2 separate regions of the Mus musculus genome follow, and region 1 is linked to region 2. A link is a contact called in public Hi-C data. All regions are on one chromosome and are shown on one strand. Each heading gives the region's core, a stretch centred on a gene start, on an enhancer-like site or on the middle of the called end of the contact. The rest is flanking DNA. Distances are from core to core; before and after follow the strand shown. Region 1 overlaps Rbms3 (RNA binding motif, single stranded interacting protein). Region 2 has its middle 32 kb from the start of Gm31559.

Region 1 (6,679 bases), core at 4,062-6,561, 540 kb before region 2:
TCTAGAACTCAAAGGGCGTCACCATGCATTGTTAAATTAATAGCTATATATATATATATATATATATATATATATATACATACTGCCTGCCTCCAAAATGGATGGGCAGGAAATGGAACTGATTCACAGTGGTTGATTAATGAATGGGCTGACTATTCTTGGCCTTGCTGTGTCCCATCCTTTTGTGTAAATCTGGATGTGGAATGTGTCTTCCAGCCTTCTGTCTTCACACCTGACCTTCTCTAGTGAACTAAAGAGCTGCTCGTGACAGATCTCGCCCCTTCAATAGGCAAATCGCCCACATTATCGTTCTTAGTGGTCATTATTTCTCTTCAGTGTTGGCAGGCTGCAGAGCTGTGCAGGACGATGCCCCCTTCTTACACTGAGTGAAGGGAAATCGAAGGAGCCCAGGGTTCTACTGTGTAGCTGCCACTCATGGTATCATTGGAAACATTTTGAAAAACAGCTCCCTGCTGCTGATCCCTCCAGCCCCACTCCTCCCCCTGTCTGATCCCAGAGTCCCTCTGCTGATCCCACAAGCCCTACTCCTCCACTTCTCTGATACCTTCCTGTAGTTCACTTTTTGGTGTCCCTGCTGGCTGGTTATCTGGAATATTAGTTTTAAAATATGACACGGAGGTACTCCCATTCTTTCTAACACATAACACTTTAAAATTGAGGCTCCAAATTATTCCTATAAAAAAATCGCTGATCTTTATGGCTCCCCAGGTATTTCTTATTTTAATCTGAAATTTTCAGAACGGTTCAGTTTTGTGGAAATGACGGGGACGTGCCTGCCCTTAGCAGCTTTTGTGTTCAAGGGCAAGTGAACCACGGTGCTTGCTAACTTTAATTTTCCGAGGGTTATGAGACTTTAATTTGATTCTTTATCCAGTATGCACGAAATGTTTGCTGGGATTTGCATAATACGTTTATTGTATAATCATTCCACATGGGCTACCTGCTTCTTCACATAAACGATAGCCCCCCCCCCCCCGATGTATTAATGTAGGGCTAATTTGAACTTTGTAACAAAACAGGGTTGTTTGTGTCTCCAGTGCACAAACATGAAAGCAGGGACAAGGGTGGAAGAAATTACACTTCAATAGATTACTGGGGGGGAAGCCAAGTTTTGTGGCTTCGACCATTCATTTTCAAATTTAAGCGGAAGGGTGACATGTTTGAAAACATAAGAGTATGCTCTACTTGGAAGAGAGTCCACCTATCATGCTCATCTCTGAGCATGCATTTAAAGATGACTAAATTAACTGAAGTCTTGGGTTTCAGCTGAATCTGAGAAGCTAAGGGAACTTCCATAGGCACTCAGACAGCTTCTCTGAATGCATGTGAATTCATTCAGTGCCTAGAGCCAGTGTGTTTCCTCCTTAGGTCATATTATTCTCATTTGGTTGACTGTTCAGTGGGTAAGGCCTCATTGTTATAAAATAGCAGAGGTGGGATTTGAACCAAGACTGTAGGAAGAGATCCTTTTGACCATACTAAATGATTTTCCAGCAAATGCTTTTGCCCAGGGCAGGCTGCCTTGGGAGAGATGTATGGCCTTAAGAGTCTTATAACTGTCATGGTGGAGTTTTGACAGAAGGGTTGGGAAGGGGCTGTAGGGAAACTGGGGGATAAGGGAGAGCTGGTTAGGGCAGAGGTAGCAGCTTTCTCTCCAGGCATCTCATGAGAACAGCAAGTGACTTTCTTGATGGAACGTCTTGCCCATCACCTTGGGCATCTGCACAGTTCAACGTCCAATGTATACGTCTGAGGGACCACTTTGGACACGTTACCATTTAAAGGCTAATGTAGTAGATCAGCGATGACCCACATAGCTGCGTATCCAACAATCCCCACTCCCCCACTCCCAGCAATACCAATACCATTGATTTCTAAATCATTCCTTAAAGTAGAAGGTAAGGATTCTGTAGGGGAGTGGGGAGAAGAGGGCTCTCGATCCCTGCTCACACAGCTGCTTCATTTAATGACCCAAATAATGAATCTTGTGAAAATCATTGTCTGTAACTATATGGTGTGTGTGTGTGTGTGTGTGTGTGTGTGTGTGTGTGTGTGTGCGTGTGCCTTAAACTATAGAGATCTCAAAGTGCACCTTGACCAACCTGCCCTAAGATCTTAGCATTCTATTGAAGGATCAGGGAAGAGAGAGAAATAATCTTGCTATACGAATAACCAGCTATTTAAACACCTCCCATGATGGCGAGGTGGCTCAGCGGGTAAACATGCTTGCTGGCAGGAGTTTGATTACATGAGTTTGATCCCCGGAACGGAAGGAGTGTGTAGAATCGCTCAGGCTGACCTCTGACCCTTTAAGCATATGCATGAGCAGGCTTGAGCAACAACACACTAAAATAAATTGAAAAAAATCTTGATAACATTGTCATACACATCAGTGAATAATTTTCAGTACATTTTTTTCTCGGAGGAAACATGTCTTCAACTGTTGAGGAGACTCTTATTTGGAAGTTACAGATAGGTGTGAAATCAGAGCACACCTTCTTAGTACTGTCATCCAATCAAAGCTCTCAAATTTTCTCTCCTAAGATCTTGATCATTTTCTGTAAAGCCTTGGAGATGGATCTAAGTACATTTCTGTGAGAGGAGAGGAGAGAACTGTTGCAGAATCTGCTGCCACTTTGGTTAGAATGAAAGAATAAACTTTAATTAGTCATCTATCTGTCTTTGTGTAACAGCTTCATATGTGTTGTTTTTATATTAGCTAAATCTGTGTGTGTGCGTGTGCGTGTGTGTGTGTGTCTGTGTGTGTGTTTGGGGGAGCATTACATGTTTATGTGAATATGGGCACCTATCCATGTGGAAGCCAGAGGTTGATGTTGTATCTTCATGAGTTTCTTTCTCTCTCAGTTACTGGGACAGTGTCTCTCAATGAACTGAAACTCAGTGATTTAGTCAATGAGCTCCAGGCACCTGTGTCTCTCCCCATGCCCAGGACTGGGGTTATAGAAACCACCACATCCAGCTTTGACACAAGAGCTGGGATCTCAGCTCATGCTTATACAGCAGCTGTTTTATCTGAGATGTCTCCTGGCCCTTAATATCCTAAAATAAGAGTATATAACCTGAGCTAGCAAGATAGCCCAGCCACTTAGTGGCACTGAGTAATGATCTGAATTCAATTCCTGGGACCAAGGTGAAAGTGGAAAGAGAACCAACCCCCTCAACATGCACACATAAAGAGTCAACTATAATAAAAAACAAAATTAAAACGTTGCAGGTCAACCTGGGCTCTGTAATGAAACTCGGGCTCATAAAGCAATGCACACACAAACAATAACCACCATGGAGCTGGAGAGAAGCTTTGGAAACACAAGGAACTCAGTTACCATCTATGTGCTCTATTACAAAATCCCTTACCAGAAACCTTGGCATTGTGAGGGAGGGAGCACAAGAGCATTTCTGGAGCTTGCTGTTTACCAACCTTGGGGTCAGGTTCCACAAGAGGGCCTTGTTCAAAGAGAATTATAACAATAGCGGTAGATCAGGAGGCCCAGCATCTTCCTCTAACAAGAATGAAATTATTTACATAGCCACACATACATGCATACATATACCACATTCACATGGCCACACATACATGTGTACATGTATAAAACAAAAAGAAAATAGCTAGAGAAGCATATATAAGGCTTCTTCTTATAATATTCCCAGTTATGGGCTTTGCTTTCTCTTCCTGCATGCATGGTGGATTCTGAAGATGGGTGTTGACTCTGAGCATCCCACACCAGCCATTTTGGGGATTCACTGAGTCTAAATATAGAGCACAGTATCACAGCTTGGCAGTGGTTCCCCTCCAATCAACGCTTGCTCACTAAGACCAGTACCTCTGCTCTGTGCTTGGGAGAACTCTATCGCCGCTGCCTGTTGTAAGACTGGAGCAAGGGGAGGAAGAGGGGAATGGGCAATCAGAGCTTAGATGGTAATCAGTTCTGCCTACCCAGTGGCCTGCAGTGACAGTGTTCTTATAGCTTGCTCCCATCATAGCTACAAACTCAGTAGGATGTTTTGTGAGTACCCCAGGCCCGTTCCTGCAGCCATCATTCTAACATTACCTTCTCTCTATACCAATGGAAGAGACATGTTGCTCAGATAATTCACAGACATCTATGAATGCAGCCTTTCAGCAAAGAGAGGCTTTCTGGAGGTTGGCCTGAAATTTATATCTACATTGACTGCTTGTTAAATCTCTGCCATGCAATAAAGTAATAATTGCCCCAGAAGAAGGCTAGGTAAACTGTGTGGACACTGAGTCTCAATAACACTTGGGCATTTCACCCGTCTCCTCAATAATGATCTTGATCCTAGTTTTGACTCTCAGTCAGCAGCAGTAATGTCTCCTATTTAAGAAAAGTCAACTGTACATGGTGATTTGGTAGACCCATCTGAACTCGGGTATAGCTCGGTATGATTTCTCAGGCACTATAAACAGAGAGAATGTCCGATTTTCAAGTGGTACTTGAAAGCAAGTTCCTTCACTTGTTGAGTTTGTCTGTCTTGTAACTGTTTTATTCAACCAGACTAAAAATCTTATGTCTTTTACCTAGCCTTTACTTTTTGTTTTTTGTTTGTTTTGTGCACAAATTGTAGTCTGTTCACCTCACCTGGAAACAGAGGTTTGCTTGTCCTTTCCAGGTATTACAGCAGTACTTCTGTATACCTACCTCCTGATCTAACTCACATGTGCACATAAAATGGGATGCAGACACGCACAAACACATGCACACAAACACACACACATATACACAGAGATACATACAAACATATACACACAAACACACACATACACACACAAACACATACAAACATGCACAGAAACACACACATACAAACACACATATACATACACACATAAATACACACACACATACAAACACACACATACAGACACACACAAACAGATACACACATACAAACACACACACATACAAACACACATACACACATACACACATACACACCCCATGTGTGTATCAACCGTTGAATATGTAAAGAGACTTTAATGAAACTCCAAACCCATCTTTGCACAATGGGTTTTGAAGGATAAAGGTCCCTGGAATATGTCACCTCTGACTGCAGGAGACAGACAAAGGGCCCTCGGGTGATACTGTAGAGTTAAGTTGTAATTAATATAGATTATTTCTCTAGAAGGTCATCCCACTGGTAGTGCCATGTAATAACAAAACCTTAAGTAAGCGCAGAAGGTACAAAGCATTTCAGGGAAGCATTGATTAAGCCTGTGGATGGAAGACCGAATTCTCAGAATGACCTAATTATCCCACAGTTCCTTTCCTCCCATGGCGCCACTTCCGCCTAATTGCCAAGCTGCAGGCCTGGTCTCCTCTGACCAGGAAGAAAAACAAGCTCTGGCTGGTGGGGGGTGGGGGTAGGAGGGAACAGTGACATTCAGATCTAATTGGCTTGAACCTGTGGCCAAATTAGATGACATAAGAAGGAGGTGGGTGCGCAGCCACCAAGTTGAGTTTGTCCTGGCTAGCCTTTCCTGGGGTGCTGCAGGGTAGAAAGCACCATGAGCTGGGTGGGGCTGCTCTGCTGCCTTTCTCCTGCCAGCTGCAGGGGCAGAGGTGGCCGTGACCAGACTTAATTATTTGTCGGGAAGGAGAGCAAATTGAAACCAAATTAAAGTGATTTTTATCCCTCACTCAACGCATCGCTGTTTCTTATTAGAGCCAGCCTTGTATGTCATTTTGTTTTCTCCCGGCCGTGATGTAGCTCTTACCCTCGTAAACCTCCAAGACGCCACGTTTTCTTCCAGAATGGAAATATCTTTCACGGTTTCTTGAGACATTTTGACCTCTGGTCCCTCACTTAGACCAGTAAAAGTATACATGAATATCCCACAACTGGAGAGTGTTTACTCGCTCTTTATTCTAAGTCTGTATGCAGAATCTTTTGCTTCTTGTTGGCTTGGAGCCACCCCCACAAGTGTGGGGTCCCTCATTGTCCCCAGAATTCAGTCAAAAATTTCCCGAGAGAAAGCTCAGGGTGCCTTGTGGAAATTGGCTAAGTATGTATAGGAGCACAGCCTCCTGAAGAGCCAGACCTAGATTCTCTAATATACTGTGTGGAGAATGGGACTTGAAGTACAAGGAGGAATCTGATGTGTGGGGCAAAAACATCTCCTGTACTAGCTTTGTCAGCTAGCCTATTTCAGCCTATCTGCAGGTGGCAAAGGCTGCCATTTACAGCTACTTAAGATGTTACATGGTCCTCCTCCTCCTCCTCCTCCTCCTCCTCCTCCTCCTCCTCCTCCTGGGAGGTGGAAGTCCCACCTTCTTCCTTTCATCCAGTAACTGACTTCTGCCTTCTTTATTGACACTATCAAGAACCAACCCTCTACCTGCTGAAGGAAGAAATGAATTCAGGGCTATGATGTGGGAAAGGAAGCAAGTCATTGGGGTGGCCTTGTGGGTTTATAAACCAGCCCCCTTCCTACCTGCTCTCTGCCTGACTGTCGATACTGTGACCAGTTTTCTCCTGTTCTTGCTGCCATGCCTCCCCGCTATGACAGAACTAAGAGCCGGGATAAGCCATTCCCTTTCAGTTGCTTGTGTGGGGCACTTGGTCACAGCACTGACTGAGATACGTAACACACACACAGCCAGGGCGCTTCTTCCTTCCA
Region 2 (7,176 bases), core at 4,268-6,767:
GGTCATCCAGATTGTAGTAAGAAATTGAAAAAAAAATCGATGATTTAACGCATTAGCTATTATTGATTAAAGTTTAGCAGATAATAAATTCTCTATTAGAGCATTCAATTTCTCTTTTCTCCTTTTTGGGGGGATTTGGGGTAGGAGTAGATTTTATGAACTGTGTGCAGCCAGTGGTGACCTTGAACTTGTGCCTCTCCCTCCAAGCACTGAATTGTGCACAACTGCCCAGTTTTCTATTGTTAAAGGATTCCCTAAATCGCTTTTTCTGGAAGGAAGATAATGACTGAAGAGCCACTCCCTCCTGGTCTTCAGCTGGCTCAGCCTTCTCGAGCAGCTGCGGAAGACATTCCCACCAAGAGCAATTTAGAAACCAGACCAAGTGAAGATGGTCTTTGTGCATCTGGACAAGTTGCAGTCTCTGAAGAAGTCCTTTCAGAAGTCAGGGCCACAGGAATGTGTAAAACTGCTCCCTCCTCTGTGACCAACAGGAAGAAACAGCATTGGCCTCCCTTCCCCCACTACAGCTCAGCCTATCCCTCCGTTCTTCTGTGGGCTGAAGCCTTAAACAGCCGCCTCTTCAAAGGCTGTTCTTGAACAAAGAAACTCTAGAGGAGTTCTCTGTAGTGTGACTTGTCCAGGAAGTAAAGGGTGTGTCGGAAGAAGGTGTTTCTCCAGCGGGAGAGATGATAGCTCTGTCAGGAAAGCATTTGCCTTGCAAGCAGGAGGACCCGAGTTCAATCTTCACACCCCACATAAAAATGGCTGTTCATGGTGGCACTCGCTCATAATCCCAGGGCTGACGAGGCATAGACAAGCAGATCTCTGAGCTAAGTTTGAGCCAGACCTCTAGGATTTAGGACCTACTACTCAACAGTCTTGGCATTGCCCATTGCTGGATCTTGGTTTCTCCTTTTACAACAACGGCAGCTTGCTTGCGTTCAACTATAGTTAAGAATACTATCAAATAGGACCGTTCGTCTCTGATTACGAACCGCAGTTCTGCAGGCTGGTGAAGTGGCTCACCAGATACAATACTTGCTTAACATATCAGAAGCCCTGGATTTGAGCTCCAGAACCACTTAGAACCCGGCACGGTGTTGCATGCCTTTAATCCTAGCACTTGGGAACTGGGGTCTGGAGGATCGGGCATATACGGTTATTCTGGGCTGGGTAGCAAGTTCAAGCTCAGCACTGCAGATCTGGCCGGTGAACAGTGAGACTCAAATGGTTGCAACGTCTGTAACATCCTTCCTGGTTTTCATCACGACATCTGTAAATCATGCTATATAATCCCAGGCTGGAACGTTGACTTTTAGTTCTACGCGTTGCCCCTTTCCTATATATTTAAACAGCTGTAAGTGTCAAACTTTTCGGGTAGTCCTTTCTCTAGCACAGGACTCTGGGCAAGCAGTAAGAAGTGCTATAAATCCTTGGGGTTTATATTTATTGGAAGCCTTTTAGGCTATTCCAGGAGACCCTGTGATTTCCTGTGGAGGACAGGTGGATTTTCTGTTTCTATACAAAACCAGAGGCGCCTCGTAATTACGTTGACACGGACCTGCAGCGCCACCTGTTGGCCGATGTCTTGACAATCACCACTCGGCACAAAATTATCAGGGGAATAAAATTTTTATTTCCAAAGAAGCAGCCAAAGTGGGAAGATGCTGGAAGGCCACAGTTAAATGTCTCTTTCTTGTACCGGAGAAAGAGACTCTTGCCTCTCTGAAATTTTTGGAGCTTCTTAATTCTAGTTGGGCAAGAAGCAACAGTTGTCTACTTAAATGATAGGGTGATCTTACCGGGGCTATTTAAACATTTAAAGTTTACATATTTCAATTTATAGCATTTTAGAAGTAGAGATGAAAGTAAGGATCCGTTTCTGTTGATTTTTAAGCAGTTGTTCTGATGCTGTCCTTGCTGGCTTTTCTGCTGTTGTCAAAAACACCGGGACCGGAAACAATCTGGGGATGAAATGGTTTATTTCATCTTCTGCTTTCAGTCTTTGTCTGTCACTGAGGGAAGTCAAGGCAGGAGCTAGAGGCAGGAACTGAAGCAGAGACCATGGAGGAGCGCTCCCTGGCAGGCCTCCCCTATGCTTAGCTATCTTTCTTATACAGGCCAGGTCTACCTGCCTAGGAGTCCTGTACCCACGCTCAGCTGGGACCGCTTGCATCAAGTACTAAGTGATTTTGTTGTTGTTGTTTTGTTTTGTTTTTGTTTTTGATTTTCGAGACAGAGTTTCTCTGTGTAGCTCTGGCTGTCCTGGAACTCACTTTGTAGACCAGGCTGACCTTGAACTCAGAAATCCGCCTGCCTCTGCCTCCCAAGTGCTGGGATTAAAGGCGTGTGCCACCACAAGTACTAAGTGATAAAAGGCGCTGTAGACAGACTCACGTGATGGAAGAAATTCCCCAGTCGAGATTCTCTCTTCCCAGACACATCTATGTCTAGCTTTATGTGGCGCTGTGTGACCTATGCTCACAAATGCTGTCAAAGACCACAGTTTTGCTGGCCCTTCCTCTCCTGTCACAGAAGTTTGTTCGTTTCTCCTCTGCTGAGCTTCTTGTTTCGGGTTTGGATTTTTTAGGTTTTGGTTTTGCTTTTTTGTTTCTAGGTTTTTGTTGTTGTTGTTGTTGCTTTTGTTGTTTTGCTTTTTGTTTGTTTTGTGTTTTGGTCATGTGGAAACATTCTCTTGAGAACTGTGATTCGGGAAGAGCTCTGACTCATGCCTGGGAGTCTCTAAAGAGGCAAATTGCTCACTTGGAAGAACAAGGAGCCAATGAGGACCTGCCTCTCAGGCCGCCTCTCGGCTGCTTCTCTACCCTGGCCTCATCCTTTACAAAGGGATATAAAGTTAATTCAGATGAGCTCTGAGAAGACAGTCAATGGCCGTTCTCCTCAGTGATGAGAGCGCAGGGGTCTGAGCGCCCATAAAGACCATAGACAGAAGTCAGGGAACGCGCAGGGATGGTTCCACTGATTAATGAGAGTCCCAAATTCAAAGACAGACATATGCTTCTCCTTTAAAAAATGATAAATGAACATTCAAGGCCACCTTGGATTATACAAACAATTAAACAAACTCCAAACTGCAAGAAGGAGTTGATACTGTGAGTGTACAGAGACTCTCCAGTCTGCCTCCCCATTCTATCTGTGCCTACCTAGAAGGTTCCTCAGGGATGTGTGGTCCTCCCTCCCTCCCTTCCCTCCCTCCCTGCCTCCTTCCCTCCATCCCTCCCTCCCTCCCTCTCCTTCAGCACAACCCCCCCCCTCACTTCCCCATTATCTCAGCACATTGCATTTGCAAGTGGCCCCTACTCACTTGCTTCCTTGAGAATCCAGTTTTGTATACGGCCACTGGCATTTTAGAAATACAGATCCTGTCATTTCTCTGCTTAAAGCCACCAAGAAGGAACAAAACTCAACCTTCTTAGCACAGCATATCAAACTTTCCAGTTTGGCTCAGATTTCCTGCCCAGGTTTCTCTTCTGGCTCTGGCTCCACCACTCCAGGGCTAGGCGCTCTCTGACACGCACTGGTTGTCTTTGAGCGCTCTGTCTATATTTAAAGTCTGTTTCTGCAGCTGGCTGTGTCCTCCACTCCCATCTCTGGGTAAATTCTCCTTGACCCTTCAAGGTGCATTCCCGCTATCTCTGCTCCTCAGGAGCCTTCCCCAGAGCTAGCCTACAGGATGTGATTGCCCCTTGTTATCGCCTGTACATATTATACCATGAAATTCATTGTGTTATACCACTGGCTGATGAATCTTCCTCAATAGATCATGGGCTCTCTAACGTAAAAATCTCTGATAGATCCTGCTAAGGGCTTTAATTATCATGCGTTGTTCTAGAATAGTCACTGAAAATTAAACAAGAAACTGTCACTGTGCTAAAGACTAGAGATGCAAAAATTAGCCACAAAATGATTCCCACGGTCCCGTCAATCAAGGTCTAAAATGCTTGCGAACAGAGATGTGTGCTGTGTGTTCTACAAAGGCTAAATCCCACTGCAGTGCAGCAACTTCGACTGGAGAGGAACAGAATCAGCAATGAAATGCTGTATGGAATATGTGATACTTTAGGTTTCTTTCCACGTAATTATTTTATTTTATTAACACATGGTCTCAAGTAGCCCAGGCAGGCCCTGGGCTCACTATATAACTGAGGGTGGCCTTGAACTCCTGATCCTCCTGCTTCCATCTTCCAAGGGCTGGGATTATAGAACTACGTTATCCCAATGACTCAACATCTTAGTGTTTACTTAAATATATAACAGCTGTATACGTCTTTACCATCTTAAATTATGGAGTGTTTTAAATTGTATTTATCTGGTGAGGAGACACGCATGTGGAGATCCGAAGGCAATTGCTGGTTGGTTGTTTCCTTCTTCTGGGTGAGCTCCAGGGATGGAATCCAGGCCCCCAGACTGCTCTGCAAGCTCCCTTACACGCTGAGCCTCGCAGGCTCCTTTTGTTGTGTTTCTGCACTTGACGACAGGGCCTGACACTTTGCATATGCTAGTATTCTGCAAGCATGGGATGGTAATGCAGTGTTTGCAGAATGAGCAAGTGTACGGACGGATGAGTGGATGAGCTCCTAAAATGATGGGCAGGTGGATCTACTCTCAGGGAATGCCCACAGTGCTTGCATGCGGAGCTTGGGCCTGGGAGAGGGGTGCCGTTCATTGATTCCTAAAAGCCGTAACTCTCTTCTGAGCTTTCCCACATCCCGCCAAGGCATAAACACTGGAAACTATTTCTTGTCGGCGTGATCTAATTAGACTCTTCCCGTTAGAGGCACTTCCGTGACCTTTAACTCCAGGTGGAAACGAAAGGCTATTGTCTTCTGGTGGCAGGGCTGCATGTCCCCTCCAACGCCCTACAAGGAGTTTCTCAGGTTGGTGTCACAGGTTATGCAGGCACCTGCAGATGGCTTTGCTGCGACTCCTCCGATTTGGGATATCTCAAAACTTCTGTCAACCTTTATTTCTACAACTTCCTAATAATTCCTTTTACCCTATAAATTCCTTCCTATCCATAAAACCTAGGATGAACTCCAAGAGATATGGATTCTTGGTTGGAAATTAAAAGGAGCCAGTTAGTAATCCCATTAAACATTCAATTTAATCATTTTTTATAAGAACATATATTAAAGTATATAATGCTTAAATGCAAACACTCAACTTGTAGGAAGTGAATATGTTCAAAGTACATTGTATGCATGTATGAAATTCTCAAATAACTAATTAAAGGACACACACACACACACAGTAAAATCATAATGAAAACAGAACCAACTAATAGAGAAAACCTAAAATATTAGATTTTCACAAAACTAGTGACCAAACTTTTAAACCTCGGCTGAGAATAGCTGACAAAATTACAAGGAGAAACTAATGAGTTCCCAGTTTTCCATGGGGAATGCAAAGATACTCCCCTAATAAGTGATAAGACAGGGAAAAGTGCAAGCAGCAGACATTCGAAAAGCCATGGCACAGAATTCGCTTAGTGCCAAGTACACATTAAGTATTTACCATAACATGCTATACTCCGGGCTCAGTAAATGAAAACGGCCTCAGTAAATTCAGAACAGACCCAGTCATATGCAGTATGCCCACCAATTAAGCCTAATTGAATTACAAATTAATAATACAAAGATTCTGGGAACGCCTCAACTATTTTAAAATGAAACAGAAAATTTCCAAACTGATCAAGTCAAAAAAAATCACAAGGGGAGCTAAAAATATTTTGTATTGAGTCAAATAAAAACAAAACAGCCCCAGATTTGGAGGATGCAATCAAGATGGTGCTAGGAAGACATTTATTGGGCCCTGTGGCCGTATCTGCAAAGAATCAGTTCTCAAATCAATTACCTCATCTTCTACTCAAAGACACTGGCATAGTAAAATGAATTTGATCCAAGGAAAACAGAAGAGGGAGGTAATAAAAGCAGGAGAGAGGAAAATACTAGAGTAAATTAAGTTAACCAACTGGGAACATAAAATTGATAAAATTTTAGCCAGAGTTTGATTAGGAAAGATGACAATACCTACAATTTACTAATCTCTGGAATGAGAGGTATAATTGCCATATAGATTCTGTAGAATGAAAATTCATTTAAATTAGTACATAGCACTAAAGTATAATAAACATCTTGATGACAATATATTCAACATTTGATTAAATGAACAAATTCCACAAAAGATGTAAATTACCCAAACCCGTTTCAGAATGAGATAATTTAGAAGCTAGCCCTGGATCTATTTTTAAAATGGAATTTGTTGTTAAAAAGTTTCTTAGGAATAAAAAATGCCTAAGTCCTTAAAACATCTCAAAGCAAAAATAAATAGCAAGTACATTGTACTTTCTCCAGAAACTTAAATACTGGAAGATGCTCACTTTATAAAGCCATTGACCATATTCCAATACCCAAGCTAGGGAAACTCCTACAAAGAAAAAACAATTACTGATATACCTTTGTGATCGATTGATAGTAAGCATTTATCATACTAAAGGGAAAATAACATGTGTTATGGCTACATAAAAAAGAATCTCTCCTTGCCCAAAGAGAAGGCTTCTGACCTTCGCTCTCTGCTCCTTGGAAGAGCGCGGTTACTATAGCCTCAGAATATTCAGACTGAAAAAACTATGTCTGTTTCCCTGGGACACTGGGCCATGACGAAGGGTGTGATCCTGTGACTTGGAGTGGAGGCTTTTGGTTAAGTGACTGTGTATAATATGTATATGTTATATGTCTATATAATAAATCTTTGGAGACGTGGGGACCAAAATTAGCAATGTGGCCCATATGCTGTGAAAGTGTCCACGGCTTTCCTAACTGGCAGTAATCTACGAGTAGTGAGACATGTTGTCACTGGGATAGTAGTACTTTCTGGCATGTCACTGTGAGTGGGCCACTGGGAGCTTAGGACTGGTGTAGACACCACGAGAGTCTACCTCTGGTTGTTTTAACTACTTTTAAACTCTTTTTAAATGACCTATAAGTATGACTATAAATCCTGTGAGTGAGGCCTTTGAGCACATTACGGAATTGAAGATACTCTCAGAGACACACGGTCTTGCTCTCAGAAGCAAAGGCAGACATTCCTGGGGACTATTTGCTCGTCTACAATGACTAAGTACAGTTAAGCCTGGGAACGCAAGAGCAATTTGAC

Evidence for each region. Hi-C and Micro-C count contacts between places; a contact is called where the count stands out from the background.
Region 1: a Hi-C map of the N1E-115 cell line shows a contact between it and region 2, with 3 times the contacts expected there. The contact joins two enhancer-like sites. A contact is called at or near these places in 3 of 484 Hi-C or Micro-C datasets (the N1E-115 cell line, cortical neurons and embryonic stem cells).

The regions. Positions count from the first base shown.
Region 1 is chr9:116,964,688-116,971,366 of GRCm38.p6, reverse strand. All of the region lies in intron 3 of Rbms3 (RNA binding motif, single stranded interacting protein), which reads left to right. Among named protein-coding and RNA genes, the nearest start is that of Gm39452, 230 kb to the left of the region's middle. Within about 2 kb of position 5,311, at least 16 of the 459 cell types and tissues checked have an H3K27ac peak or open chromatin away from gene starts, as enhancers often do. A contact at or near this core is called in the N1E-115 cell line, where this site is marked.
Region 2 is chr9:116,420,837-116,428,012 of GRCm38.p6, reverse strand. No RefSeq gene overlaps it. Among named protein-coding and RNA genes, the nearest start is that of Gm31559, 32 kb to the right of the region's middle. Within about 2 kb of position 5,517, at least 1 of the 459 cell types and tissues checked has an H3K27ac peak or open chromatin away from gene starts, as enhancers often do. A contact at or near this core is called in the N1E-115 cell line, where this site is marked.